2 separate regions of the Rattus norvegicus genome follow, and region 2 is linked to region 1. A link is a contact called in public Hi-C data. All regions are on one chromosome and are shown on one strand. Each heading gives the region's core, a stretch centred on a gene start, on an enhancer-like site or on the middle of the called end of the contact. The rest is flanking DNA. Distances are from core to core; before and after follow the strand shown. Region 1 has its middle 190 kb from the start of Sulf2. Region 2 has its middle 270 kb from the start of Sulf2.

The links. Hi-C and Micro-C count contacts between places; a contact is called where the count stands out from the background.
Region 2: a contact with region 1 is called in a Hi-C map of Schwann cells, with 1.8 times the contacts expected there. The contact joins two enhancer-like sites. A contact is called at or near these places in 4 of 12 Hi-C or Micro-C datasets (Schwann cells, hepatocytes, kidney and 1 more).

What each region holds. Positions count from the first base shown.
Region 1 is chr3:175,517,009-175,519,887 of GRCr8, reverse strand. No RefSeq gene overlaps it. Among named protein-coding and RNA genes, the nearest start is that of Sulf2, 190 kb to the right of the region's middle. Within about 2 kb of position 1,392, at least 16 of the 93 cell types and tissues checked have an H3K27ac peak or open chromatin away from gene starts, as enhancers often do. A contact at or near this core is called in Schwann cells, where this site is marked.
Region 2 is chr3:175,589,153-175,592,031 of GRCr8, reverse strand. No RefSeq gene overlaps it. Among named protein-coding and RNA genes, the nearest start is that of Sulf2, 270 kb to the right of the region's middle. Within about 2 kb of position 1,386, at least 13 of the 93 cell types and tissues checked have an H3K27ac peak or open chromatin away from gene starts, as enhancers often do. A contact at or near this core is called in Schwann cells, where this site is marked.

The DNA of each region.
Region 1 (2,879 bases), core at 143-2,642:
ATGGGATTAGTATTTCAAAGCGCATTAGTGACATTCCCTGTTTCACAGCTCCTGACAAGAAGCCGTTTAAGGGACATTATTCTGGGTTACAGGTTGAGAGGATGATTCCACTGACACAGGAAAGGCATGGGAGCAGACAGGGAACCGAAGGCTGGCTGGTTACATTGTATCAGGAAGCAGAGACGTGGAGCCGGGCTATAAAACCTCAAGGATCCACCCCTCCGAGACTCCACTTCCCAACAGCTCTAACCTTCCTAAACTGTACCACCAGTCGGGGGCCCAGCAGTTAAACCCATAGCCAATGGGGCACATTTCATGTTCAAATTCCAATATCACCAATAAGAATCTGTTGACTCTTCATGAGCAGAGATGAAATTAGTGGCTCCTCCCATCTGGGAAGAACCCAGGCTGCAAACCCTGCTGGTGATTTCAGAGCTGTGGAAAGCAAGGGGTGGAGGAAGGGAGTGAGACAGGAAGAGAAGGAGCGGGAAGGAGGAGGGAAGGGGACAGCTAGACAGAGACACAGAACATCCCCCAGACCAAAATGACCTGGGCCATCAGACTACCCCAAATGTCACCTGAGAGTCATTCATCCCAGAGGACAGGAGGGGAGTGTAGGTCTGGGAGTTTTTTAATCATATGGGTTTTTGGACAGATCCTTCTAGGTCTGAAGCTCTTAGCAAGCCATCAGCTCAAGGCTGAGCCAGCGTAGGGATTTCCCAAGAGACCTTCTGTGGGTGGTTCGGGGTGGTCTCCAGACACACAGTTGCCAGGCTCTGTCAGCAGAGCGAAGGGTTGGGCAATGATGTCCTAGCTGGCGTCTCTCTGCATGTGGGTTGTTGTAAAGCTGATGGGAGGAGACATGGGGGAGGGGAACAGCTTTGCCCCTGGAATGGGGGCTGATGCTGGGAACTTGCTGGCCTTAGGGACCTGCTGCTTCTGGGGTTTTAGAGGGCCTGTTTGAAAGCTGATAGACAGGTTAGTGTGAGGGGGATCCTGTGGCACTCAGCCCTCACAAACCCTTAAAGAAAAAGGGAGGAGCCCTTCTGAGGGATGGAGATCCTCCATCTTCGTGGCCAAGTGCCCCAGCAGCTGGGGGACTCTGAGCCTCCGTCCTGGCTGTTCCCTTCTCCTGGGTCTCTCTTCCCTGTACTCTCATCTGGCTCCTTTTCCTCATTCAGGTCCCTTCTCATGTGTCAACTGCTCACAACTGCTTTTCTTCTTGTCCCCTCATCCTCATCATTCTCTAACCTGTGGTCTCTGTCTCCTCGGCTGGGAGTCACCGTCAGCTGTTGATGTCTGAGCATCCAACGCCCTAGAGAAGGGACTGTGCGCTGCCTGCTCAGGCTTGGCTCTCAGAAGGCCTGGGTTTTGCTGACTAAATGAATAGACTCCTACTCTCTGAGTCATCTCTGCTCTCGCCCGGTTGGCTTTGTTTCCTGTTCAAGCCACATGGAGGTCATTACTCTTCCTCTCACCCAGGACAGAGCCACGGGGCCTTCCTGCTGGAAGCGGAGCTGGCAGGCTTAAACAATGGCAGGTGGAGCGGAGCAGAACCCAAAAGCTGCACCTGTGACGCCCACTGCTATCGAGGCAGCCACGCGGCTGTCTGTCGGTGCTCTGGGTGTGCTGGTCGGCTGGGGCCCCTGTAGCTGGGAGGGCGCCTTGGTCTTTCACGTGCCTAGCAGATTTGCTTAAAATGTGTGCATTCTATCAAAAGCCGGTCAAAAACTAAAGCTCGGAGGCCTCTGCCCTTGGAGGACGCCTAGTTGGCAGGTCTCCATGGAGACCACAAAAGCACATCTGGTCCCTCCCGCTTCCTGGGGAGAGCCATTGGCTTTGACTCCACAATGCCAGGCCTCGTGTCTCTTGGGTGGGCACAGTGAACTGTACTCAGGAGACCCAGAGGCCCTGGATGATGTGTGTATGGCATGGGGTCTGGTAGTCTGGCAGTTGGAGCCCAGGATTACTGTCACCTGACTTAGCAGCTGCTAGAACATTCTGGGGATGTGAACCCTCACCAGCATTGAATGCTAGAGACCTCAGTGGCCCGATCCTAATTTCTCCTCCCACTCCTGCAGCTCTTGTTCTGCCCCCACCTCCCTCTGCTTTTCCTTGCTTTCTAGAACTGCATCCTCCCTCACCTCCCCCCCTCCTGTGTCCTTCAGTCTGTCCCACTCTGCCCCCTCCAGTTTCCCTGTGTGTACCTTGCTTCTGCTCCCGTCTTGAACCCACATATGAACACACAGACAAGTCAGCATGTCGAGGCCTGTAGACGATGCTATCAGGAGCTGCTGAATTTGTGCAGGCTGCACCCTGGCATGACTGCTGGATCGGTTTTGGCCCTGGCTTTGCACTGCCCAGGTCCATGCTCCTTCACACGCAGCCTTTCTCTGCTCGGCCACTCTGTTTCCCGGCTGGGCCTTGTGTCCTCACTCACTCTACATGGTGGGCAGAGGCTGAGCCCGCAGGAGGAAACTCCTCTTCATACTACAGGAGCCCTGTGGGCAGAGAGGGACCTGCCTAGCTTTGCGTGTGTTTTAGCCTCATTTCTTTGTATATATAAAGAAATATTGTCTAAACACTGGATCCTGGATCGCGTGAGCATGGAAAGTAACTGGTAGGAAGAAAGAAAAAGAAAAAGACAGGTGAGCGTTCTTTGCAAATCGGAGCAGAATAAACTCTGCTGTGTCCACAGCTGGGGACGGGGCATGAATGAGCCGAGGGAACAGGGGTGGTACCACCAAACTAGAGATCCCAGGCCCATGGGTGACCGCCACACAGTTCACGTAATTGTCACTGTGTGCTGACTCGTGAGCCCAGCGTGGCCAAAGCTTCGGAATTTTCTAGGGACTCTGAGGTTGGGTTCTTAGAGACGT
Region 2 (2,879 bases), core at 137-2,636, 72 kb before region 1:
TATCGGACCTGAGCTGGCTACTGTTGTTAGCGATTGACTCTCCCTGATCTTGGTGACCACGTCCTTTTTATGCTATTGTTTAGAAAATCCACTTTCTCACCCCCAGTCATTTCTTAGGGTCTTCTGTCTCTGTACTGCCATGGCCTGTGTGTTCTCACAAAGAGGGCTCTCTGAGCTCACAGTATCTGAGAACTCATCTAGGTGAAGAGTTTCATCTTCAGACAGGAGGACCCTGGGGCCGTACCTCTCCACACCTCACCTCCCTTTACAACTCTAATGCATGATCTTTGCAGGGACGACCCAGAAGGCAGCCCAGCCTCTTCCCAGTTTCCCTCTCATGGAGGGCTGGACTAATCCTTTGTCAAGTGGCCGAGGCTACTAGCTCTTCCCCCTTCAGCTCCTCTCATTGACTCAGAGAAAAGCCCATGACACACGAAGGGCCAGGGAGGTACATGGAGACTTGTGGCTTTAGGGAAGGGCAGAGACTTTTCCCCACTGGGTTAAGCTGTCATCGTACAGTGGGAGCAAGAGATGCTCTAGGAATGATCCCGAGAGGAAACAAAGAGGAGCCAAGGATTCTGACAGTTGGGCTCTGGTGACTTCATTATAGCTGTTCCTAAAGCTATTAAGAGATGGATGCTTAATTCCCTTCCTCTAAAGCCATTCACTCTGGTTTCCTGTCGCGTGTAACCAATATTCCTGATGGACAGGATTCTTTGACATTTCTTAAACTTTAAAATGTGTATTAGGCGTCTCAGCCGGAAAGGGGTGGCTAACAACAGCACTCCAGGCACTCGTCTGTCCAGGAGAAGGAAGAGGGGGGTCAGATACCACTCAACCTTGATGCATAGGGGACTCCAAGAGAAGAGTCACCAAAGGGGCTGAGGTGATGGCTCAGTGGATATGGTGTGTGCAGTGCAAGCCTGAGGACCTGAGTTCAGATTCCCAGAAGCCATGGACAGTTCAGGCGTGGGAGCCCTGTGCGGGGTGGTGGTACAGGGAAAGAGGAACCCCCTTCCCCAGTTTGTTGGCTAGCCAGCCTAGCCAATCAGTGAGCTCTGGGTTCAGCAAGCGGTCCTGTTTCCAAAAAGAATAAAAAATTGGAGAGATGATTGAGAAAGATACCCAACACCAATTTCTGGCCTCCACACGCATGAGCACACACACGCACCTTCCCCCAAGAGTCACTCCATTATCCAGTGTCTCTCTTCACATTCCCTGCATCTTTAAGACAGAGTGCCTGTATGACTTCGCATGGTTTCAATTAGCCTTCCCCTGAAGAAACCGCTGGAGAAATTGAAGCCGCATTGGAATGTGGTGACGCTGTGGCTCGAGAAGTTTCCAGGCTGAGCTGGCTGACCTTCAGAGATAGTTATGACGGAAACTCTGGCTCTACTCAAAGCTCAAAGGCAGTGCTGGTGTTGGGTCCGCCGAGGCTGTGGACACGGAGATGAAGCCTCCCGGGTCACAGGGAGACTGTCCGTGGTGCTGCCCTTGGCCGTGGTGTACAATGGAGTTTGGATACAATGTTGAGTTAGAGCAGTGGCTCTCAACCTTCCCAATGCGGCTTAATACATAGTAACACTTTAATATTGTGGTGACCCTCTCTCAACCATAAAATTGTTTCGATGTTGTGTCACCACTGTAACGTTGCTTCTGTTATGAATTTTAATGTATACATTTTAATTTTAATGTATATATTTGCCTTTTCTGATGGTTTTAGGTAACCTCTGTGAAAGCGGGCAAAGGGGATCACAGCCCACTGTGTGAGAAACTCTGAGTTAAAGTGCAGATTCCCACCAGCCACCAGGGTCCTTAAGTCAGCAGGGGAAGGTGACACATGCTCGGGGCAGTACTGGGTGCCAGGCCATGTCCCTCTGTCCTGCTAATCTGTTTTTCCAAGTCTCCTGGACTAACAGCTGTCTCTTGGGCTCCGCATTCACTGTATGTGGTATTTCCCTTGCAGTGCCCTTTCTGTTCACGTTCTTATTTAAGGCAATTTTTGATGAACACTCTTCTTGCTTATTGACCAGAGTCTCTGACCCTGGGTCAAAGCAGAAAATTGGATTTCTGAGAACTGTCAGAGACCATGAGTGCCAAGACCGTCCTAGTGAGCGCAGACTCGGTGCTCAAGGGCAGTGGCAGGCGTCAGGACGTGGCCTGTTAGCAGCGCTGGTGCTCGTTGGAAGCCAGGCACTGAGCCAAGCACACAAGCTAGACAGTTCACAGAGCATCTATCCTAAAAGCATCTGTGAGATGAACCAAGAGAAGGACTAAGGTGCCATGTATGAAAGCCTACGTGCCAAAGAAAGACACACATAGTAGGACTTTTCAGACTTTGCTTCAGAAGTTCAAATAGGTGGACACGACTCCGTGCATGAGCCAGGATCGGTTAGTATATGTTGCAGAAAGAGAGATTCCCCCAGTCCTGAAGACTGACCATGAGTGACACTTTTCTCTTATCACTGCTGTGTTCCCATCCCTGAGACACAGGCGTCTCTGTGCACTGTTCACTCGGGTTGGGGACCTGGCTGCCTCTTGACACGCGTTTCAAGAAAGTCACCTAGGCTTTCTGGCTGCTGGCTCTGACTGGCCGTTGACCTGCTCACAGGGCATAGGCAAAAACAACCTCATAGTAGCTGCCCCAGCCTAAAGAGTGGTGAGGACACACACGCACTTTTCCTAAAGGTAGCAAGGGGACCAGGGATACTGAGCTAACGTCACCTGCGGCTGGATGCTCCCCAACAATGTGCAGTGTTGCTTAGTGCTGAGACAGCAGCTCATGCAGCAGAGCTGAGGGGGAGATGAGAGGCAACTCGTGATTGTGGCTCAGCATGGGGGAGCCTGGGAAGTCTGGGTCAACCCCCATCCATATGAGT